Regions from separate parts of the Sus scrofa genome. Here region 2 is linked to region 1. A link is a contact called in public HiChIP or PLAC-seq data. All regions are on one chromosome and are shown on one strand. Each heading gives the region's core, a stretch centred on a gene start, on an enhancer-like site or on the middle of the called end of the contact. The rest is flanking DNA. Distances are from core to core; before and after follow the strand shown.

Evidence for each region. HiChIP or PLAC-seq counts read pairs in DNA pulled down with a chosen protein or histone mark.
Region 2: a contact with region 1 is called in an H3K27ac HiChIP or PLAC-seq map of skeletal muscle. The contact joins the promoter of IDE here to the promoter of TNKS2 in region 1. A contact is called at or near these places in 1 of 47 Hi-C or Micro-C datasets (heart right ventricle) and 2 of 2 datasets of contacts at active chromatin or transcription factors (alveolar macrophages and skeletal muscle).

The regions. Positions count from the first base shown.
Region 1 is chr14:103,393,886-103,398,348 of Sscrofa11.1, forward strand. It overlaps TNKS2 (tankyrase-2), which reads left to right and starts at 2,539. Exons shown (of 27, transcript XM_001926556.7): 1 at 2,539-3,036. The coding sequence starts at 2,838.
Region 2 is chr14:104,103,872-104,108,224 of Sscrofa11.1, forward strand. IDE (insulin-degrading enzyme) reads right to left here and starts at 2,700. Exons shown (of 25, transcript XM_001925381.7): 1 at 2,191-2,700. The coding sequence starts at 2,288.

The DNA.
Region 1 (4,463 bases), core at 1,289-3,788:
TGACAGGTATCCTTTTTTAAAACTGAATAATAGTCTATTGTATGTATATACCACATTTTGTTGATCAGTTCATCTGATCATGGACATTTGGGTTACTTCTACCGCTTGGCTATTGTGAATAATGCTGCTATGAATGTGGGTGTGCAAATATCTCTTCAAGGCCCTGCTTTCAATTCTTTTGTGCATAGGTCCAAAAGAAGAATGACTGGATCATGTGGTAGTTCTATTTTAAATTTTTTGAGGAAATGTCACATTGCTTTTCTCAGCAGTTGCACCATTTTACAATCCCACCAGGAATGCTCGTTTCCAATTTCTCCATAAATTTCACCAACACTTCTTATTTTCTGTCCTTTTGATAGTCGTCATCCTTATGAGTGTGTGGTATTATCCCACTGTGGTTTTAATTTGCATTTTTCCACTGAGAAATTTAGAAATTTGATACTTTTTAAAATGAGGACTAAGACCTCCTTGAGATACCATTTACACTCCATATGTTGGAAAAAATTAATCAGACAGTATCCAGCATTGATGAGGACAGAGTTTTTTTTAAGACTCCTAAACTCAGCTAGTGTGTCTATTTTAAACAATCTCTTTGAAAAACAATTTGGCTTTACCTTGTAAAGTGAACATTCATTCCTTGTGACTCAGTGATCCCACCCCTGGATAGTCCATTTCCTCAGTGTTTTTCAAAACTTGTGTTACCACTCATTTGTGAGTTCTGTAATCCATTAACTGAAAGTCATAACTAGCATTTTTCTAAACATTGAAGAAATGAATATTGTTTTATTATTTGATGACACTTTTGTTTTATGTATAAGTATGTTTACTGGCTGAAGACACAAAATGCATTTCTTTTTTTTTTTTTTTTTTTTTTTGTCTTTCTTTTGTTGTTGTTGCTATTTCTTGGGCCGCTCCCGCGGCATATGGAGGTTCCCAGGCTAGGGGTTGAATCGGAGCTGTAGCCACCGGCCTACGCCAGAGCCACAGCAACGCGGGATCCGAGCCGCGTCTGCAACCTACACCACAGCTCCCGGCAACGCCGGATCGCTAACCCACTGAGCAAGGGCAGGGACCGAACCCGCAACCTCATGGTTCCTAGTGGGATTCATTAACCACTGCGCCACGACGGGAACTCCACAAAATGCATTTCTTATACTATAGGCAGTGGTCAAAATGTCTGCCTCTCATTTTAAATACTTGTACATGTGCACCAGAAGAATGCATAGGAATATTCATAGCACTCTTGTTCATAACAAAAAATTGGAAAGAAACCAAATGGCAGCATTGTAAATTTGAGCACATTCCCAAGCAAAAACTGAATTTGCCGAAAAAGAGGTTAAGAAATTCAGGGGAGGGGGAATATGCTTGCCTGCATTGCAAAGGTCAATATGTATCCCTTTACGTTTGCATTATCTTTCTTTTTTTTTTTTTTTTTTTTTGTCTTTTTGCTATTTCTTTGGGCCACTCCCGCGGCATATGGAGGTTCCCAGGCTAGGGGTCGAATTGGAGCTGCAGCCACTGGCCTACGCCAGAGCCACAGCAACACAGGATCCGAGCCGCGTCTGCAACCCACACCACAGCTCACGGCAACGCCGGATCGTTAACCCACTGAGCAAGGGCAGGGACCGAACCGCAACCTCATGGTTCCTAGTCGGATTTGTTAACCACTGCGCCACGACGGGAACTCCTATCTTTCTTTTAAAAGTTTCCTAAGACTAAGGTATAGAGTACGGGATGATCATGAACAGCTGCATCAGTACCTTAGGCGTGAGAATTAATAATGTGCTTTTCTTGCTTCCATAGTAAAAAAAAAAAAAAAAAAATCACAATTCATTAAACTGTCAGCAATGTGTATACCCAGGATAAGCACACCTCAGCCAAATCAACATAATATTGATTTATGATGGGCCCTTCAATTAGTCCCGAGCTAATAACTAAGGGAAAAGTAATTAATCTGAGCAATGCCTCTCCGTTATTAATTTATACTTGGAACAAACTTTCATCGCTTTCCTAATTTCCTAAACGATCTGGGGGCGGTTCATCCAAACTTCCCATCAAGCAAGTCATTCATTTCCGAGAAGTGGCTCACAAAAAACAACAAAATAGCAGTTGCCGGGGCAGGGAGAAGGTTGGGGAGGTGGGGGTTGGGGGAGCACAAAAACAAACCAAACCAGAAAAGAAACCCTCAAGGAGAAAGTGATTGTGGAAGCTGAAAAAAATGGAACATTTCCTCATAACAAGTCCAAAATAATATGTAAGATCGGAGAGAAAACTTTCGAGAGTTCTTTCCAGTGTTGTAGCAGTAAGGAAATTCAGACCAGGAAATCCATTCTTTAAACAGAGACAATAAGCAGAATTGTTCGACTCCATCAAAAGCCACCACAAAGATGGCGGTGGGACGAAGCCCCTTCTTCTCCCGCGGCCGGAGGCTCTCGCCTCACATTTCCCACAAGCCCCTCCGCGCGGCCTGGCTCTCCGAAACCCAGCCGGCCGCTCTGCCGCCACTGCGCACGCGCGGCACGACGTCACGTGCGCTCCCGGGCTCAGCAGAGCTGGCAGGAGGGGCCTTGCCAGCTTCCGCCGTCGCGTCGCTTAGTGTCTCAAACGGCGGGTTCGCTGTGCCTCCGCCGTCTCAGGGCAGCCAGGGGTCGTGGGGCTGGGCGAGGGGTGCGCGGCAGCGCGGCCATGGGACTGAGTCGAGCCCGGTGACAGCAGGGAGTCAAGCGGCCCGGGCCCTGAGCTCCTCTCCTCCCGGGGCCCTCGCCCTCCTGCTCGCGGGGCCGGGGCTCCTGCTGCCGCTGCTGGCGCTGCTGCTGGTGGCGGCGGCGGCCAGGATCATGTCGGGCCGCCGCTGCGCCGGCGGGGGCGCGGCCTGCGCGGGCGCGGCGACCGAGGCGGTGGAGCCGGCCGCCCGCGAGCTGTTCGAAGCGTGCCGCAACGGGGACGTGGAGCGAGTCAAGAGACTAGTTACGCCCGAGAAGGTGAACAGCCGCGACACGGCGGGCAGGAAGTCCACGCCGCTCCACTTCGCCGCAGGTAACCCAGGCCATTGCCGCCTCGACTCGCCCCAGACCCCACCTGCGCACCCAGGCTCGCAGGCCCCAAAGCAGACATAATGCTCCTCTGACCCCGGCCTTTCCCATAGGACCCCGGTCCCATTCATCTCGATGTTGTCGAATGGGAACTGAGGAAATGGGGGTAGGGGAGTAGGGGCGAGCGTGCTGAACTCACTGGAAGTTTTGTTTTTGTTTTTGCTTTGTTTTGTTTTGTATCGACAATACCTGTACCAACTTCCGGTCTTACTAACCTGAAAGGCCTTGTACACACAGAGTAAGAGATGTAATAGACCTTGTGATTTTAAAGGCCAGTTAACTGTAAAATCTATCGTTCTTGCACGTTCCACTGTAACACTTAACAATCCTTTGATATACAATCTTAAAGGCTTTTATAAAACGCAGGAGTGTAATTCAAGAAGAGTAGCTTAATTGACCATTGACACATTACCCTTAATGAGTTTATCAGGGTAGCAAGTTTCTAGAGAGACTAGAACTGGAAATAGTCAAGTTTGGGAGAACTGAGATCTGACTTAGGCTGGGTGCGATTGGGTAGTCCCTGCCAGACTCAACTTAGGGTGGAAAGTAGAATGAGAGGAAAGACGGTGCAGGTTCTCTAGCTTGGATTTAGAATTTAAATTGGTACTAGCCTCGCCTCATTCTGAGATTTAGATTGTTTGAAGTACTTTATTTTAATTTTTGCTAGGTTCACTTTGTAATATAAGCTTTTTAAATTTAATTGAAAAATTAAAAAATTAAAGATGAAACAGCTCATTTCTACAAGGCATTTATGCTTTTCTTTTTGAGGAAAGATCGTGATTATCCTCAAGGGAGCCATGCACGATTAAAAGTGGGAATAGAGTGTCATACTTCCGTTAGTCCTGGTTTTTCATTTTGGGTATTACATGCTTGTTTAAAATAATTTTTTGAAAAAGCAGAACTATATGTTTTAAAGCACTGTTTTTTGGAGTAGGAATGATGTGCAGAGAAGGAAAGATTTCCGTATTCACAGACATTGTTGGGCTCCCACTGAGAAGCCTTTTAAGGGAGAAGATTTAGGAGGCCATTGGTGGGAGAAGTAGAAACAAGACTGTAGGCAGCAGAAAGGGAATGGGGAAGAATTCTAAAATCAAATCTCCTTTTTCACCATTTTGCCTAAAATTTTGGTGATCAGTGCTGCCTTTCCTCAGCTAATTTGGATTGTCGTTTTTGTCCATGTAGTCAACATTTAAACAACTGATTTGGCAAACTTTCATACCCAACTGATACGTAATCCAAAGGGTAGTGTTACTTAGATTCTGTTCACTTGATCTGTGGGATAAAAATAACCAAGGAAGATCTTAGTTGCTACCTTTCAAGAATTTGTTGTATTAGTGAGTTCATCTCTGAAAATAGTAATATTTGGAGGTT
Region 2 (4,353 bases), core at 1,450-3,949, 710 kb after region 1:
GCACCAGACAGACATGAGTAAAAGCCCAGCTCTTCCAGCAAATTGCTACGTAACCGCCTCTGTTAACACATTCTTCCTACTATGAGGAATAGGACTGATTTCCTTCCTTAAGATCTGAAATATGTGGTAACTACACATGCACTCATGTTAACATGTTCCTTCCTAAAACTACACCCCGATCCCTTTGATTCAACCTGCATTTTCCTTACCACCTCAGCCACTAATTTACAGTGTAGTGCTTTATAAACAGTTGATCTCATTTATTATGCTTTGAATCTCTAATTTCCCTCTCTGAGAACAATCTTATTTGAAAGCTCTGGTTGTTCAACCCATGCCCTAGACTTCATCAATGAAAGTGAAGAACAGTGTGAGAAAACCGGAGAAGACAGAATTGTAAATAGGACATATACAAACCTTTTAGTTGCATAAAACTTAAAATTGATGCCTTCTTTAAAATTACAAATCTGTACACTGGAGACAAGATGGAGCAAAATACAGCCTATTAACAATTAAAAACAAAGTGTTCTGACATGAAGGAGGACCAGGGAGGTACCCCACCTGTGCTCAGCATCTCCACTTCCCTAAATTCAGGGATCTTTTTCCATGCTGTAATGGATTTTGTGGTGTAGTGGGAAATAGAAGAGGGAAAGTTCCACAGATTCTTCATTTACATTAGGCTTTCTTATTATCTTTACTACTATCCTAGTTCAGGCAGTAGAAACCAAGTCCCAAGCAGTTTCTCTGCCTCAGGTCTCTCCACTCCCTTACAATCCTGCACACAGCCACCAAACTAATTTCCTAAACTACCAGTTCATTACATCACTTCCCACCTCAAAAATTTTGATGGCTCCCTACCTACTATTCTCTGGAAAAGCTGCAACTAAAAGCCAAAGCCCGGGCTAGCACGATCCTACTTTTATAACACAAGACTTGTTTCCTCCTAATGTCCCCAAGTAAATTCTCTAAGGGTCCAACTAGACTAATCTGCTCACTGTTCTCCCAACACGGACCAACTAACCTGCACACCTAGGCTAGACTATACCCACCCCTGCCCACCTTCTGCCCTTCCTTCAAAGGCCAGCCCAGACCCCTCTCCCATCTCTGCTCCGCAGCGAGCTCCTAAGACACGTCCTGCCAGTCTTCTGATTCTCTCAAACACACCGTTTTTTTTGCTGGCTACACTCTTCTGGCATCTTAATTCGCTCCAACCACTCTGAATGCAGACCACGTTCCTTACACAGAGGGTCATCACTGTGCCCTGCCTTTAGTAGATCCTGGATATTTTTTAAACCAGAGGAGGGGTTCAAATCTGATGTATCCAAGTTAGGCAAGACAAGACTACCCAGCTTTGCCAATTCCTGTTTTTTCACAGTAAAGGGTATATTCAGCGTTCGCTACAAGACTGAAAATTTCCCGTATACACAGAGTAGCCAAGAGGAGAGAGCACGCCACCGGATGGCAAAAAAAACGTGCGTCCCATCCCGGTTCGTGCCACAACCTGCAATTGTGGGGAAATCACACAATCTCTCCGGGCCTCGGTTCTCAGGTGTGAAACAAGGGAGCTGCTGTGAAGGATCCTACGCATCTTCCGGCTCCCAAATTCTCCCTACAGGAAAGCCAACACTGGGCTACTCACTAAGTGCAGGCAGGCAAACTTTTACAGATCCCAATGCAGGGATTTCCTTATAATAGTGGAAACTCAGTTCGCACAGGAAAAAGCACGGCTGGGAAGAAGGTGAGAAGCGGTCGTCCTGGACTCGAATTCCTTTACCTCACGGCAAGGGACCGTCAGCCTCGGGTTCCCAGCCCCTCACTGGCAGACTCCCCCTGCCCCGAAGCGGCGCGGCCCAGCGCGGCTCCCGGGAGCGGGCCGGGGTGACTCGGCGCCCGTGCGCCAAGCCCCCCGCACTTGTGACACACGCCCCGTGACCCCGGGTCACAGCCTCCGTCCGCCCTCACCAGTCCGTAGGACGCCCTCCTCTCGGGCCAGACTCCTCGCTCTCTCCCCTCCAGCCACCCTTCTGGGCCCCAGGCGGCCTCAACACGGCCGTCCCGGCCCCGGCCCGCAGGACGGGGCGGCGTGAGGAGCGGCGGCGGCGGCTTTAAGTGCTGAATCACCACTTTGCAACCCGAGCTCCAAACCGCCGTGACCCACGGGCCCCGAGGGCCCGGACGCTCCGCTCCGCTTACCCACAGAGGCGCTCCAGGGGCGGCAGGCGTGCGCCGAGGACGGAGCGGAAGGTGCTGGGCAGCGCGGGGTGCAGCAGCCACGCTAGCCGGTACCGCATACCCCAGCGCAGCCGCCGGGATCACCGCGAACGCTTCCTTCTTGCGCCGGAGCCGGCCTTGCTCACTGCGCATGCTCAGTACGCAGCGCCGCGCCGCCTCCCGGGAGCCGCCGAACCGCGGTCTCTCCGGGTTTTGCCGGGAGCCCGACAGGGGCGGGGACGGCGGGCGGCCAAGGCCGGAGCTAGCGGGCTGGAAGGAGTCTCGCCGGGTGCTGCGGCAACCCAGCCACCAGGCTTCCCTGGGCGGGGAAGAGTCCGGCTGGGTCACGGCGGGCGCACGCGTAAGGGGAGCGATGTGTATCTGGCTGTGTTAGTGGAGGACTGGGAGCTCATGAATACCGTGAGGGCACAAGGGGCGGTGTTTCCCCAGGCGCCCCCGTTGGCTGTCGGCAGCAGCAGTACAGGTGTTGGAACAAGGTCAGCCGACTAGGCGACCTCACGGAAAACCAATCCGCGGCGGCGCGCGGCCCGCGGGCTCCCTCTAGAGCTCGGTAAGGGCGTGGACTGCGGGGTAGGGGCGAGGGAGAAGTTAGACCGAGGGTCCCTGAGAGGGAGGCCGGCACCCTGGATTTCCATCTGGGAAACCGGCAAAGTGGAGATGGGACAGGCTACAGCAAAATCAGACATTCGTGGGTTTACAAATCCAGAATAGAAACTACCATTCTGTGCTACTACTATATTTAAAAAAAAACAAACGCTCACGCATGAATGTAGTACTCCTACTGTTGTCAATGTATTTCAGTCCCTTTTTGCATCTGAGAACAATTTAATAGTTACAAATCTCACTTTCTGTTACATTCTTTTACTGGGGTCTTTAAGGAGAGCTCAATTAGGGTTAGCAATTTCCTGGTTTAAGTGCTTTTAAGTTGCTGATGTGGCAGACGAAGACTGCAGCCAAAAACAGTGCTTTGAATACTATTATTGCTTCAAATGGGAATTCAGGAGAAGGATCCTTTAAGGGGTTGCTTCATCAAAGAGGTACTCGGGGATCTTTTTTTCTTTTTTCCCCCCACCGCACCCATGGCATATGGAAATTCCCAGGCCCGGAATTGAGTCCAACCTGCATCTGTGACCTACACTACAGCTACAGCAACCCAGGATCCTTAACCCATTGCACCACAGTGGGAACACCTGGGAAATCCTTTCTATCATATAGTTTCAGCTAAAGGCAAATCTTGGAGGGATGAAAACCGAGGTAGCAAAGAAGAACTAATCCTAGTGCGTGTAAGGTAAAAATTCCACACTGTTACATTTTAGCTCCAGCCCATCTATCTGTATTGGCTTCCCGTGGATGCCATAACAAGTTACAACAAAATTAGTGACTTAACAGAAATTTTTTCTCTCACAGTCGGAAGGCCAGAAATCCAAAATCAGGATGTTGGCAGGGCTGCACTCCCTACAGAAGATCTTAGGGGAGAAACTCTGCTTTGCCTCCTTCAGCTTCTTTTTGGCTTGAGGCCGTATCACTCTAATGTCTGTCTCCACCTTTACAATGCCTTCTTCTCTGTGTGTCTTGTCTTCTTTTGTCTCACAAGGACATTTGTCATTGGATTTATAGCACAATCAGGTAATCCAGGATGACCCCATCTCATCCTTATCTTAATTACTTCTGCAAAGATAATTTTAACAAATAATAACACTTGAAGTCTCCTGGGATTAGGACCTAGACATTTCTTTTGGGGAGCCATTACCCCACATTTCCGCCTCTGCCCCCCACTTCCACCAATTCCATTTTCCACAGCTGTCAGAGCTAATTGATGCTTACAGCAGTACTAGCTTGTTAGTGCTCTAGCAACTTTCAAAACCTATTGAAAAGGCATTGACTTTATAAAACTTCGCCTTAATGCCATTTCTCACATACCCCATTGGGGTTAACCATTCCCTGATCAGAGCTGCTACTCTCTAAAGGCACTTATTTGAATCTTAACTTTCATAGACGTAAACATCAACAGATTAGGAATGATGTCTTTTTGTATCTCACCTGGCAGCAAGCACAGTGGTTAGTTAATGCTTGTCAAATGCACGTTTGCTGAATCTTATTAAGTCTCTAGTTGTAAATACCATT